2 separate regions of the Manis pentadactyla genome follow, and region 2 is linked to region 1. A link is a contact called in public Hi-C data. All regions are on one chromosome and are shown on one strand. Each heading gives the region's core, a stretch centred on a gene start, on an enhancer-like site or on the middle of the called end of the contact. The rest is flanking DNA. Distances are from core to core; before and after follow the strand shown.

Region 1 (6,589 bases), core at 3,938-6,437:
TGAGTGTTTTTTTTCCCACAGTTCTCGCTAATCAAAGAACCGCTCAAATGAACAGTGTCAAACTATCTGTGAAGCTATGGGGCTGTTTAGAATGGCCTCATTCATCTGAAGAGATTAAATCCTCTATCTTACCTGACTGGCACAAGAAACAGGAAAGAAAGCATAAATAAGGGACAGAAAAATAAATCATTAACTGTGATAAATCAGACCTGTGAAGCATCTATAAGAAGTCAACAGAATTTTCAGAAGATCCCTGGTTCAATAAGGAATGAATCAAAGCACAGAACAAGCAACTAAGGAGCTATGGAAGAAAGTTGTAGTCAAGAAATGAGATTTACCTTGCCACAAGGGTGGCTTAAACGTTAGGGTATGTGAGTAAGCCCAGGGAAATTTTTGTGAAATCAGTTTTGCATCAAAACAAGATCTCATAAATTAGATGTCTTAAGAAAAGTCAATTATCTGATCTGAATACATATAAGACAAAAGCAGAAAACTTTTTAAATAGATTAAAAAATTAAACTAAAAACTGAGTTAATTGTAACTAAGTTAATTAAATTAAAATTTTAGACTAAACATTACTTCAACAACTAAAAATTATTTTCTTAAGTCTTCCTATGTTTCAAAACATCTTATATACAATGTTTAAATAAGCTCATATTTCAAATTTCTCCCTTGGTAATGGTCAGTGTGACTATCAGTTTTTAAGTGACTTAACTTCCCTATTGAAACCAACTACCTGATGAGGTCTTTAGAGAATTAAGGAGATAATGTACTTTCCTAGAGCACTTAACCACCATTTTGCCGTAACAAACGACCCTACATTAAAGTACATACAGAAAGTTAATCTTACCAAATTGAAGTAAAAGGTCATCTTCTAATACTGGCTTCAAATATTCTTCTTTCTCCCAAGGCACTGGGTTGTATATGGAATTCATATACTCAACTGTAGGATTCTGGATGTAAAAGAAATTGCATGTTTTTCATTGCATATAATCACAAAATCCCCTCAAAAACTAGGAAAAAAATTATAATGTGTCTACATTACACAAAATCTCTATTTAAGGAGTGTGTTCACCTGTAATTACATTACCTTAACTGGATGATTGCTTAATCACTGGTTTCAATGCATAGTTTTATATTTGTTTAGATTTGGGAGAAGTGGCAACATAAACATTTATTTGAATAGGACAGAATAAAGAACAAAGTATTTGAAAAATAGAAAAAGAGCAACAACAGTACTTAAAATTACGCTGGAAATTATTTCGAATTTTATGGAAATACCATCTATCAGTATTTCCCTTTATCTGATATTGATTACTTTTTCAAATAACACTGATCAATCTCTTAGATGCAGTTAAAAACTGTACTCATAAAGTATGATGTTACCCATTTACTTGGTGCTGTTCATTGTGCTAATTCCTAATGTCTGTGACTCCCCCAATATAACTGATGACTGCCAAACTTGAGTTTCTTCTAGAGCAGTTCCTTGTATTCTTTTAAAAAATCAGTGCATTGATAGTAACTGTTGCATTTCCTTAGTTTCTAAATGAAATTGTAAATTAAGCTACCAACTTACCTTAAGTCTAATGAAATTTATTAGCTTGATGTATCCATAAAATTCAAGCCCTAAAGGAGAAAAAAAGATAATTCATCTATTTTAACATAAAATTTGAGTTTTGTTTAATGGACCTGTCCTACTGAGATTTCTGTGGATAGACAATAAAATATTTCTGCCCTCTAAACTACAACTTACAATGTTTTGGATTTCTTATTAACTAGAAACAGTAACTCCTGAATATTTTAATTAAGAAACAGCCATAGATGATAATTTTTTAATGGCTTCCTGCATTTCTACAAAATGGGAAATTTATTTTTAGAATTCTACTCCTCATTTGTAAGAACAATACAAATCAGGGAAATTACGCTGTATATTTTACCAAGTATTTGGCAGTTGATATTGGAGCTGAAAGTTTCTAAATTTCCCATCTTCATGATGCCTACCAAATTATAATTTTGCAAGGACATGTATTACACAAAGTATACTAGCTTTTACATTAAGTTAAATGATGCAAATTAAAAAACAATGAGACTTGTTATCTGGTTCTCATCTTTCTAAAAATGAAGCAGCATTCAAAATAAGGAAAAGCGATAGCATATCCCAACCAACTGGTTATTATTTGTGTGAGAAGTGCTGTTAGGAGGAACATTGTTTTACATGCATAACAGTGTACAAAAAAACCCTATTTTGCACATGAAAAAAAATACAAAATTACATCTGAAGTATTGCTGTAATTCAGTTAAAAAATGCATAGTAAACATGGTTAAAGAAAAACAGTAATGAGCCTAAGTCATTCATGTCTTCATAATGCAGCTGAATTTGATTTATAAACATATCAGATATTTACCTAATGTTCTTTATAGCTGTTTGTAGATAGAGGGAACAAAAACTGAATTATGTATTTAATGAATTTTAGAACAGTACAGCTCTTCTATGTCCATTTAAAGAAATGGAAGGCTTTCATTGCAAAGTTACTAAGTTTAAATTCAAGTTTCAAAAGAATCATCACCTAAATATTTTGCTTACCACCTTAACTTCGTCACTCCTTTTACCATACTCTTACCAAATTCCCTATAAATTATAACTCAGTCCTGTATGCCTTGAAGTTTATGTTATGCTCTAACCTGATAAATTGTAGTTTTTCATAATGACCCATCTCCTTTTCCAAAGTCCACCCCTACCCTTGCTCTTAACTCTAATATGGTAAAAATGCAATCACATGACAAGGGTTTCTTTCTTCCCTTTTTAGTTGTAAAGCCAATATAAGCTTAAATACAGTTAATCTTATCCTTAGAATGACTTAAAAGTCTCTCCTCAAAGGCCACTTGTCAAAAAACTTCACTTTCATAACATAGGTTGTTGCTATGTTTCACTATACTGGTTTCTATAGAAAAGGAAAGGTCTAAAAAATATATGAAGTTAGAACTTTAATTTCAAAACTGTGATTTTCTTTATTCTAAAAAATACTCACCATGTTTATGGACCATGTTATCAATACTAAATTGATGCTCAGACTTGCAATGTGAAAACGTTTCTTCAGCAGATGTAAATAACCTAAAAAATCAAGCAGTCCCCCAAGTCTAAATATTGGTTTCATGTTAAATATGCACCCCCATCACTACCACCACACAGCTGGTTTCTAGGTTTCTTTCCAATTAATAAAAAAATAAACATACCTTCTAAAGGGAATTAATATTTCTGAGTCCCATTTTACACCTACAACAAACTAACTACCCTGCAAATGTCAGTATTATTTACCAAATAGCACTGCATTTATCAAAAGGCTTTTAAAGAAGAGAATTCCCTTTGATAGATTGTTGTTCTCAAGACATGAAAATTCCCTACACAAGATTTTTTCCCCTAAGTGTCAACTCTGCTTTCAGAACTGGCATTGCTCAAACTGCTTTTAGAAAGCAAGCATAAAATGTAACTTTAGCTGGCACATTTCCAAAGTGTTATATTTCAAAATGATGTAGTGTTCCCAATGTACTTGAATTACAGATATTATGAGGACTAAGCCTCTTTATTATGTGACCTGCAAAACTGAAAGACACGAGATTGGAATACAGCAGAGAAACTACATATCTCTTCTATATGATTAGCACATATGTAGCAGTTTTCAATGTTTACCAATATAGGTTATTTTTGCAGTACTTCTGCAGTCTATCACAAAATAGTACATCCCTGATGCTCCATAAAGATTATTTTATGAGGACTATAATATATGGAGACATTCCTTGCCTACCCAAACGAGGATATGTGTGAGAACAGCGAGGAATCGAGGAGTCAATACACTGCCAATCAGCACCATGTCCAAATTTAGGGGAAACTAGAAAATTTATTTAAATAATACTGCCCAAGGCCAACCGGGCCTCTTTCAGGCCCACTTGCCCAGTATAGCAACCAAAGTCAAAGTTTGTTAAGATGAAGAGGCATAATTTTAAATGGAAAGAACATGGATTTGGATATAAGCAAACCACAGTCTCGTGACTTTGAACAAGTCATTGATACTGCCGTCACTTTTTCCCAAAGTGAAAATGGTATCAATTCCTTCCCTTCAATAGATGGCGAGCCTCTAAGACAGGTACTTCTTTAAATGGCTCAAATGTAAATATTACACCTGAGAAAGTTTCTACTTGTCAAAGAATTACAGAATGGTGAAGCTGGAAGGGTCCTGAGGCATTACCTAGTTTAGTGACACCCAAACTTGCTATTTATTCATTAGAATCAAACCTCAGATACGTCTTTATTAAAGAGAAGATTCCTAGTTCCCATCCCTGCTTTAGAAGACCTTGGGTGCAGAGTTCACCATCTGTATTTCTTTTTTAAGTGTTTCGAGTGACAAAAGTATGCCACCAAATGCCCTCTCATTTTACACTAGGGGAAACTGAGGCCCGTCGAAGTAGTATAACCTGGCTTCCGGTTCATTGCTCCTTCCTGTACACCACTGTGCATCCTATTTCTCAACAACCCTCACTCAAATTACTGGTAGAGAATTCGTGGGCGGGCCATTCTGAACTGCAGACGCAGACCACACGGACGCACGCGGCCCGGGCCCCCTGAGGCTGGGGCCTGGCGCCGCGGCGGACGAACCTGTCACAGAACAGGCAGGGGGTGTGCTGCTTGTCGCGGGGGAGATCGGCTTCCTCCTCGTCCTCCCAGGCAGCCTCGTCGCCGCTGTCTGACAGCTCGGGCGGGTCCTCCTCATCCTCCAGGGCGCCCTGGCCGCCTGCCACACGCAAACGATCAGCTCACATCTTTCGAAGACCCTCCCAGGGTGAGCGCTTCCCGCGCCCCGCTCCCCCGCGGCCCTCACCGCACGTCCCCCACCCTCCCTGCAAGGCCTCACCCGCCCGGCTCCGCGTGCCGGAGCCCGGGGCGGGAGGGGTTTTTCACCAGCCCCACGTTGACGCGGCCTAGGGGCCGGAAGAGCCGGCTTTTTGGGGGCCAGAGGTACCCACCAGTAGCGCTCGACATTAACGAGCACATGGCTGTGAAAACCCGGAGCCGCGCGCGCCTGGGGGCGGGGACCGGACTGGCAACGTGCGCGCAGCCTCCCGAGCACTCAGGCCAGGGAACCCGGGAACGAGCGCGAGCGCACGGCTAATCCTGAGTTTGGGGAAACCCGCGGAAGCCTAGACGCCCTGGCCGGCAAGCGCTTCCGGCCACGTGGCCGGGCGTTGGTCACGTGAGATGGGTGGGCGGGGCGAGAGCCCGGGCTCTCTTTCCAGCCGCAGGTTTGATGCAGTGCGCGCCTAGTAGTCGCTGAGGCAGGGTGCATGTCCCAGGTAACGACACGACTTTTGTCTCCTGGGCTGCAGCCGGCCTTAGCAAGATGTTCTCGTCCGCCGTCCTGCGCGCAGAGGCGGCGAGTCGGTGCAGCAGTTTTGCAGGGGACATCACGCCCTCTGTGCATCTCATTACCCGGATGAGCAGTTAGATGGGCGACGAACCCGCGGCGCCCTCTGGCGGCAGAGGAGACCGAACGCATAAAGAGCCTGAGACTCGCTTCGGGTTCCTGGGCTTCCTGACCCGTGAAGATGCCGCTGGGGAGAGGGAACTGCAGGAGCCAGTGTGGGTGTACTAGGAACCACGAGGGCCAAAGCCTTGCGGGCTGTTTTAAGGGTTTTAGTCAGTGCTTAAGTGAAAGCATGGACGCCAGAGCCAGCCTGCTTGGTTTGACTACTTCTTGTCACTTTCTAACTGTGATCTTGAGCAAGTCACCTGACCGTTCTCGGCCTCCTTTCCCCAACTAACGGAGTTAATGACTGCATAAACCACAGGGCTACTGTCAGGATAAAATGAGTTCATATATGTAAAGTGCTTAGACATACGTGTTAACTCTATCCTAAACAATGGGAAGCAGATGACCTGCCTAATCAGGGGAGTGATCCTGTCAGATGTGTTAAGAAAGGAACATTGTGGCTGCTGTGTGAGAAGAGCACAAACGTTCCCATACTTTATGCCTTTTTTACCTAACTAGTATCTACTCAAAACATAGAATGTTTTGTCAGGGAGAGTGGGCAGCAGTAATTTCAGCAGGTCATGATGTCCCAAGCTCTGGACCCAGAGGCTAGGGCTGTGCTTGGCACATGTTTACCCTATTCAGTTGACTATCATGGCGTCTAGGCTCTGCATCATCCTGCCTAACTTTCCATCTCAACCTTTCACCCTGGGCCCCATCTGCTGGGCAAAAATCATTTTCCCACTTCAAGGCCTTTAGTAAGAATGTTCTACAAATGGATTTTGTCTCATCCAGAAAGTCTTTCCTCAGACCACTATTTCTCATGTAGGTTCCACTGTCATTCCAGCAGCCCCGTTAGTTTCTTTCTAAGCACCTACCATGTGCTTTGTTTTCTTTTCTTTCTTGGTGTTACCCATAACATTGTTTTGCACCATGAGAATAAGGGCTATGTCTTTTACTTTCATTTCTTTGGCATACAATACATGACCCAACTCATAGTAAATACTCAAATTTGCTGAATGAAAATGTATTACTGCTAATCTATTAATGTACTCCTCTCCCTTAAC
Region 2 (6,788 bases), core at 2,861-5,360, 210 kb before region 1:
AACAAACAAACAAATGTAAATAAAGCACTAGCTAAGAAAAAGGTAAGATCTGCCCAGCCTGTCCAAATGCTCCCCGGGAATAATCAGAGTGGAAAATGTCTATTGTTTCTCTCTGTTCAGAGCTTGCACAGTTTTTTTTATGGTTTGTACCAATCAACTAGAAGCTTAGCTGTATAAAGTCTTTATTCTGCCTTTAATGTGCCCTGGGTTATTGTTAGCCAGACTGGAAACTCCACAAAACCAGGCACACCTGATCCACATGCCTCACCTAGTCAACGTGCTCAGCTGACTTAAAAAAAAATACACATACACACATATACGTGTTATACACACATACATATATTCTGACCACAAAATAAATATGTCCATGATAGAAAATATAGAAAAGAAAGAATGGCCCCAAATCTGCCAGTAACATTTTGTGTGTCACCTTCCTATGTATTTTCTATTCATGTACCTGTTATTAGTAAAAATAAAAGTACACTATAAATCTGTATCCTGCTTTTACATTTAACATGGTGAGGAGCACCCCTGTTTTAACAATGTTCATTTTTAATAAATAGAACACTTCATCCCATAGATGCACTACAACATATTTAAAACATGGAATTATTCACAATTATTGGAACTTTTGTCACTTGTCTCAGTGTTTCTAGTATTTTCCAAGATCTAAAATATGGGTGCAATGAGCAGTCATGTATAGTCCTTACCTGTGTCTCTCATTTCCCCCTTAAGAGTGATTCCTAAACCAAACTACTGTTCAGACAAACTTTCCTTTTACCTCATAGAATTTCAGCTATAAACAGTTAGGGAACACCTAGCCTGGCATCACTATGCCGTAGCTAATGGAGTAGAACCTGCTGCACTAAGAACTCTCCAGAAACCCTGGAGAAGTGGAGAATCAGGAGTCATGACACCCAAATCCCATTGTTAGTTCTATGTGTGCCTTACAGCCTGATACTTCCACTCTCTGAGCCTTCCCATCCATTTTCTCACTTGCAAAATAGTGATGATGTCACCTGCCCTTTGGAACTCACAGGGCCCCTATGAGGAATAGCAGAGACATCACTTACGGAGCTCCTTTGTGGGTTGGGGAGCATTTAGCATGGTGGTTAGGACACTGATCACAGGAGGCAGGCTAACTGGAGTTCAAATCCCAGGCCTACCACAGAGCTTAGCTATATGACCTTGAGCTCCAGTCTTTTCACATGGTAAAATGGAAATAATAATAGAAGCCATACGTTGGCTTGCTGTCCATCTTCACATTGGTAATATGACTAAAAGGGTTTAACATGGTGTGTAGTGAGTGATGATAGCTATTAAGTGTTAAGGGACTGCACAAATATTAGTGGATGTTGTTAGTGGAGGAGACCTGTGTCTCTAAACTACAATCCCACTTGGAGGACAGATACAGGACACTGAGTGCCATGACCCACATGGTTCCCTAGGGAAACCCCCCAGAGAAGCTGAAGCAAGGCAACAGCCCTCTGCTGGAGGCACTCCCTTGAAAAGTGACTTCCCTCTCAGGCACAATCCAGAAAGGACAAGCAGGGCTCTGGGATGACCTTGGGGTACTTCTCCATTCCAGACCCCACATCCTGGAGCACGCACTTTGCCTGACATAGCAGCCATTTGCAGGACACCACTCTGGCAGCAGACTGCTGGTTGTGAATCCATGAACCCACTGAGTAGGATTCTCTCAGTTTTGCAGAGGTGACCACTGGGCTGGCAGGGTCTGCAGGGCAAAGATGATGGGGCGCTCCCTTCCACAAGTGGTCAAGGGCAGCCAAAGTAAGGGGTGTGGGCAAACTCTAACCTAGTGGTTCCTACTTGGGTGCACCTGGGGGACTTTAAAAATAACGGTTCTTAGGTTCCATCCCCAGTTGGTCAGTTTAATTAGTCTGGGGTGGCCCCTAAGTGCTGTTTTGATTTAATTCCCCTGGAGATTCTAACATGTAGAACCACTGCCCTCACCTAAGAATCCATAAACATGGAGATGGTAAAAGTAAGGACACTGAGGCCCAGAGATTCTAAGAGGCACTCTTGGTCACAGCACCACTGAGCCATGCACCTGAGAACCTCCACTCCTGCCCCTCCATTCCTAAGCACTTGCAGGGGCACAGGATTTGAAAGTAATAGGCATGTATCTCTAGTTTTAGCTCTTCTTATTCAAAGCCTCTCGGGACTGGGAGGGGTGGTTGGTCATGGTGTGTATGAACATGTACACATGTGTAAAAATGCTCCAGTGTGAATTACTGCCTTTAGGTATGTGCCTCTCTCTGGAGGTGTGGGGGGGAAGAATTCATCTTTCCCTCTTAACATGCTTAAAGGGATAAATAACATCCTAATGCTGCAACTGCCCGTTGAAAAGGCAAAAGAGCTGATTTGGTGGAGGAGCGACGACTCTAAGGGCCAGTTCTATAGAGATCACAGGATTCTGACCTCAGCCCAGATCCAGCTTAAGGGGAATAACAGATCTGCCAGGGAAAGAAGACACTTCTTGCTTATTGGTGCCCATTAAAATGACCAGAGCCTTCAATGGTAACTGATACTAGCCCCTTCTATTTGTAGTTTCTTTTTCCAGCTGCTATCATATCCTTCATTTCTTTTCTCCTTACAGCAATCCCATGATGTAAGTATGATGAAGAATACTGTTATATTTCTATTTTTTCCAATGAGGAAAGCTCAGATCCAGAGAGAAGTTACCTTTCCTAGATACATGTAGTGTCAGGAGCTGAGATGTTTTACAGACCGGAAAGCCTTGCTGACAGATCTGCCCTGCTCCTCACATTCACTCCCTTGCCTGTGACCCAACAAGCAGACAGCTTCCCTCAAGTTCTCAAGGCCCATCAATTTCAGGTCTGAAATGCCCTCCAGGAACATTCCCTGACTTCTCTGACAGATGTCATCTGTCGCCTCTTCAAGGGACTACATTATGCACATTTCTATCAGAAGGCTTCAGCTTAAGGGTCTCTTCTCATATTTACCTCAGGCACTGAGCAGTATTTTGTGAAGTGTGGACCCAGAATCACATACATCAACTCTCCTAGACTCTAGGGCCTCACTGCTTTTGAAATCGGACCATGCACATGAGTCACCTGAAGACCTTGATAAAATGCAATGCAAATTCCCTGACCCCACCCAAATCTAATAAATAAGACTACCTGGTGGGCCTATAAATGTGCATTTTTAACAAACACACCAGTTATTCATGAGCAAACAAAAATTTGATTACCCCTCCTCTGAGCCATGAGCTCCTTATATGTTAGAATTAAGTATATTTGGTTGTTTGTTTTAGCATCTGCAGCCCCCAGCACCTAGCACAGGTCCTGGCAAACATAATATATGCTCAATTAGTCTTTATTAATTGTATGAATAGTTCATCTAATGTTGGTATATCCAAACTTACCTAGTAAGAGTTTGGTTTTATCTTTGCATTCTGGCGTGTTCCAAGGGTTGTTGCAGGAGCCCCAGGGCAGCACAGACACAAAGGAGGCAAACAGGTAGAAAAGTGTGTAGCAGATAATCACATTGTAGTATATGGCTATTAGGACGGAGATGATTAGCATTGCGATGCCACAACCTGTGGAAGCAAAATTTCCAGGGATTCATTCCATCCCAAATCCTGTGCTTTCTCACAGTTGGGCACAAGGTGAGGACCTAGGTCTTTTTGACAGATGGATAAGCTAATAGCAGAGTGGACTCGGTATCTTCCAGGGACACTGAGGTGTTCTGCCAGGAACAGGGCAATGCCAGAGTTGATTTGGGGCCATTCTTAAGAGAGCTCCAGAGGTGGAATTTATCAAATAGACAAGGAAGGAGTGAGTTCCACCAATCACAGAACAGGTCTCCCTTCCTGGGGCAAGTGGTGCCAGGGAGAGAGGTGGGGCTGAGGAGGCTAGAAGGCAGGATGGACTCACCTTGCAGGGCTGGGATGGCCTTCCACACAGACACGGGCCCCTGGCTGGCAAACTGGCCCAGTGACACCTCTAGGAAGAAGATGGGCAACCCAGCCAGCGCCAGCATCATCAGGTAAGGGATGAGGAAAGCACCTTAGAAAGAGAGAGTGGGAAGTGAGAGACCCAAGAGGCCAAGGCTAGGCTCAGACCCACCTTTACCGTCTGAGGTGGGAGCTGGGTCCCTTTCCTTCCGCAGAGGCTTTTGATATTCCAGCTCAATCCCAGGCACCCAGGAACATTTAAGAGCCCTTGGCTAAGTGCACGGGAGCCCTGCACACACTCCTGTACTCGGTTCCCCACCAGGTGGATTGCTGGGTGGTGCTGGCTGGGTTTTATTGTTTTCTTTTTCTTACTATTGTACTTCCATGTCCCCAAATTAAGCCATCCTCAGAATTCAACAAAGCCATGCCTTTGACTCATGATTGGAGTCAACATCTCCTCAGCACATCCACCTCCAAGGACCTACCATCTACGCAGCAAGACTCCAGGAGCCCTTCTCTACAAAAAGCCAAGTTATCTGTGCTCGGCGAGGACAGACCTCTCCCACACAGCGGCCAGCACACACTCCCCAACTTCCTTCTCCACATAAAAAGTCCCTTCCATCCTTCAAGGTCAACTCAAATGCGTGGTCCTCTAAGAAGTCTCCCTTCTCTGCTGTCCCACCTTACCTTCCCCGGGCACTGGGCAGCACTTAACAATATTGATGGGGGTGTCTTATCTATACCGTGAGGCCCCCCGAGGTTGTTGACCCTTCTCTTTCCTCCCCAGAAGACCTGGCCTAGGGCTATAGTAACTGGTAAGCCTGTACAGACCCGGCTGACAGTTCTTGGGTTTTTTTCCCCTCAGGGATTCTTTGAGGTTTTAGGGGAGGGTCTTGGGGAACAGCCCTGGGCTTTTAAAAGATTTAGACCCGGAAACGCAGTTGCATGGGTCAAAGCCACCTCAGAGACCAGAGATGCCAGAGCCCAGACATGCTCAACATAGGGGACGCTGATCTGCCCTTCCTGCTCGCCCTTGTCCCAACTTCCTGTCCCGCGGAAGGGCCTTTGCTGCCGGGGCCTCTGCACCCGAGGAAGGCCCGGCGGCGGCCAAGGGGAGTAATAAGAGAGGTCCTGCTCTATCCTCTCCAGACAGGGTTTCCGAAAGAGACGTGGTTTACGTAATTCTCTTCTGCTCCTGTAAGGAGGAGGCGAGCTCTCCACTCCGCGCTGAGAGCTGCGGGGCCGAAGACGCAGTGCGGAAAGTCTCCCTCGCCCTCCGCGCGCCTCCTGGGCGCGCAGCTCCGGGAACCCGGCCACGCGCCCAGCCCCGCACTTTGCAGATCTCCGGCGAGCAAAACACCGGCAACTCTGGCTCTCCCAACTTCCCTGACTGGGCCTCCCACCCAACCCGGATCCTGGGTGCCCACCCTTTCCTGTCATTGGTGGCCCCAGGACACACCTCCGGCCCCCTTCCTGCTCCCTGGTTTGGGGATTCCCTGCGGAAGACCGAGAGAAAACCCAGCTGGGGTGCCTCTGTGTGGCCAACAAACGTTCTTCTCCTTCCAGGGCACCCCTCATTGCAAAAGCGCTGCCATCCTAATAAGTACTTGTCAACATGTCCTAATATGGAGTTGGGGGAGGGGACATTAACATATTTTTTTCCGTTTTACTCGTCCCGTGGTGCAGCATCTGACCGTCGTCCGGGATGCACCAAATTCCGCCTGAGGCCCACCCACGAGAAAAAAACAAAACAAAACAGCTGCCTAACCTGATGCGGGCGGGGGCGCCTTTCTGGTCTCTTTGGTCAGTTGAAAAGCTGTGGAACGGAGTCCTACGTGCAAATTCCTATTCCCAGAAGGCGATTTGTCAGTTTAGCCAACGGGGAGGCTCTAAGGAGCTTCAACGTCAGGAGGGCAAGCAGAGGGGGCCTTGACTGTGTGGGCTCCCTCCTCACTGGGCTCCGAAGAGGTGAAACGGATCCTAGAATTCTGGAAGCTGGTGCACGCCTAACTGGCGTCCTCGCCATTTCAGAAACGGGTTTCCTTCAAAAGCAGCTTCTTCCACCCAGTTAGAACAAGTGAAAGGAAACCCGTTTTTGCTAAGCGATTTTGCTAGTCAAAATGCCCTGCCAGTGTGCAAAACGATTAATGCGTGTGGATACTTCTGAGAGGTTTTCCAGAGCACAGACCCCAGCCCTTCTGTACTCACACCTCCTGGGTCGCAGCCTGCGTTCTGTACAACCCAAATGTCCATTCCCAAGGCCTCCCATGTAGGCTCCAATTTTGGTTTTAATCTTAAAACATCCTTAATTCAGTGCCAAGGACCACAGAGCTACTGTCATTTAGCAGGGAGGAGTGAAACCACTCACTGAACACTTGTCAGCTAGAGTCTGAACTCCTCTGCAGTCAGTGCCCACTTGGCCTGGGACCCGACCTCTCAGGCTGAACCAGTGGGCGATCACGAGGGCCTACCTCTTCCCTAACCAACATCTCCAGATAAAAGCCCCTGGATCTACTGCCAACCAGTTACAGTAGCCCCCGCCCTCTGGCTTGGCACTGTTCCCTACAATTTAGCTGGAGTGTGAGGAGGCTGTCCTGAACCTCCCCTTCTGGCCCTGGATTCTGGGTAACCCCAGCCCCGCAAATGCCCACCCCGCCGCGCCGCAGGCCAAAAGACTGGAAAAGCCATACCTCCCCCGTTCTGGAAGGCCAGGTAGGGAAACCTCCAGACATTGCCCAGCCCCACTGCATACCCCACCATGGACAGGATGAAGTCCAGTTTGCTGGACCAGTTCCCTCGGGCCTTATTCTCATCCCCTTGCTCGTCCTCCTGGGGGGCGGAAAAGCAC

Evidence for each region. Hi-C and Micro-C count contacts between places; a contact is called where the count stands out from the background.
Region 2: a contact with region 1 is called in a Hi-C map of skin fibroblasts, with 7 times the contacts expected there. The contact joins the promoter of LOC118936013 here to the promoter of PRMT3 in region 1. A contact is called at or near these places in 2 of 3 Hi-C or Micro-C datasets (fibroblasts and skin fibroblasts).

The regions. Positions count from the first base shown.
Region 1 is chr9:59,582,772-59,589,360 of mManPen7.hap1, reverse strand. PRMT3 (protein arginine methyltransferase 3) reads right to left here and starts at 5,187. Exons shown (of 17, transcript XR_008999258.1): 1 at 5,020-5,187; 2 at 4,652-4,787; 3 at 3,030-3,112; 4 at 1,577-1,626; 5 at 851-953.
Region 2 is chr9:59,793,484-59,800,271 of mManPen7.hap1, reverse strand. It overlaps LOC118936013 (sodium- and chloride-dependent glycine transporter 2), which reads right to left and starts at 4,110. Exons shown (of 13, transcript XM_036932732.2): 1 at 3,921-4,110; 2 at 3,410-3,583. The coding sequence starts at 4,029. It overlaps LOC130685034 (sodium- and chloride-dependent glycine transporter 2-like), which reads right to left. Exons shown (of 3, transcript XM_057508208.1): 2 at 6,631-6,769; 3 at 4,802-5,436. The coding sequence ends at 4,802.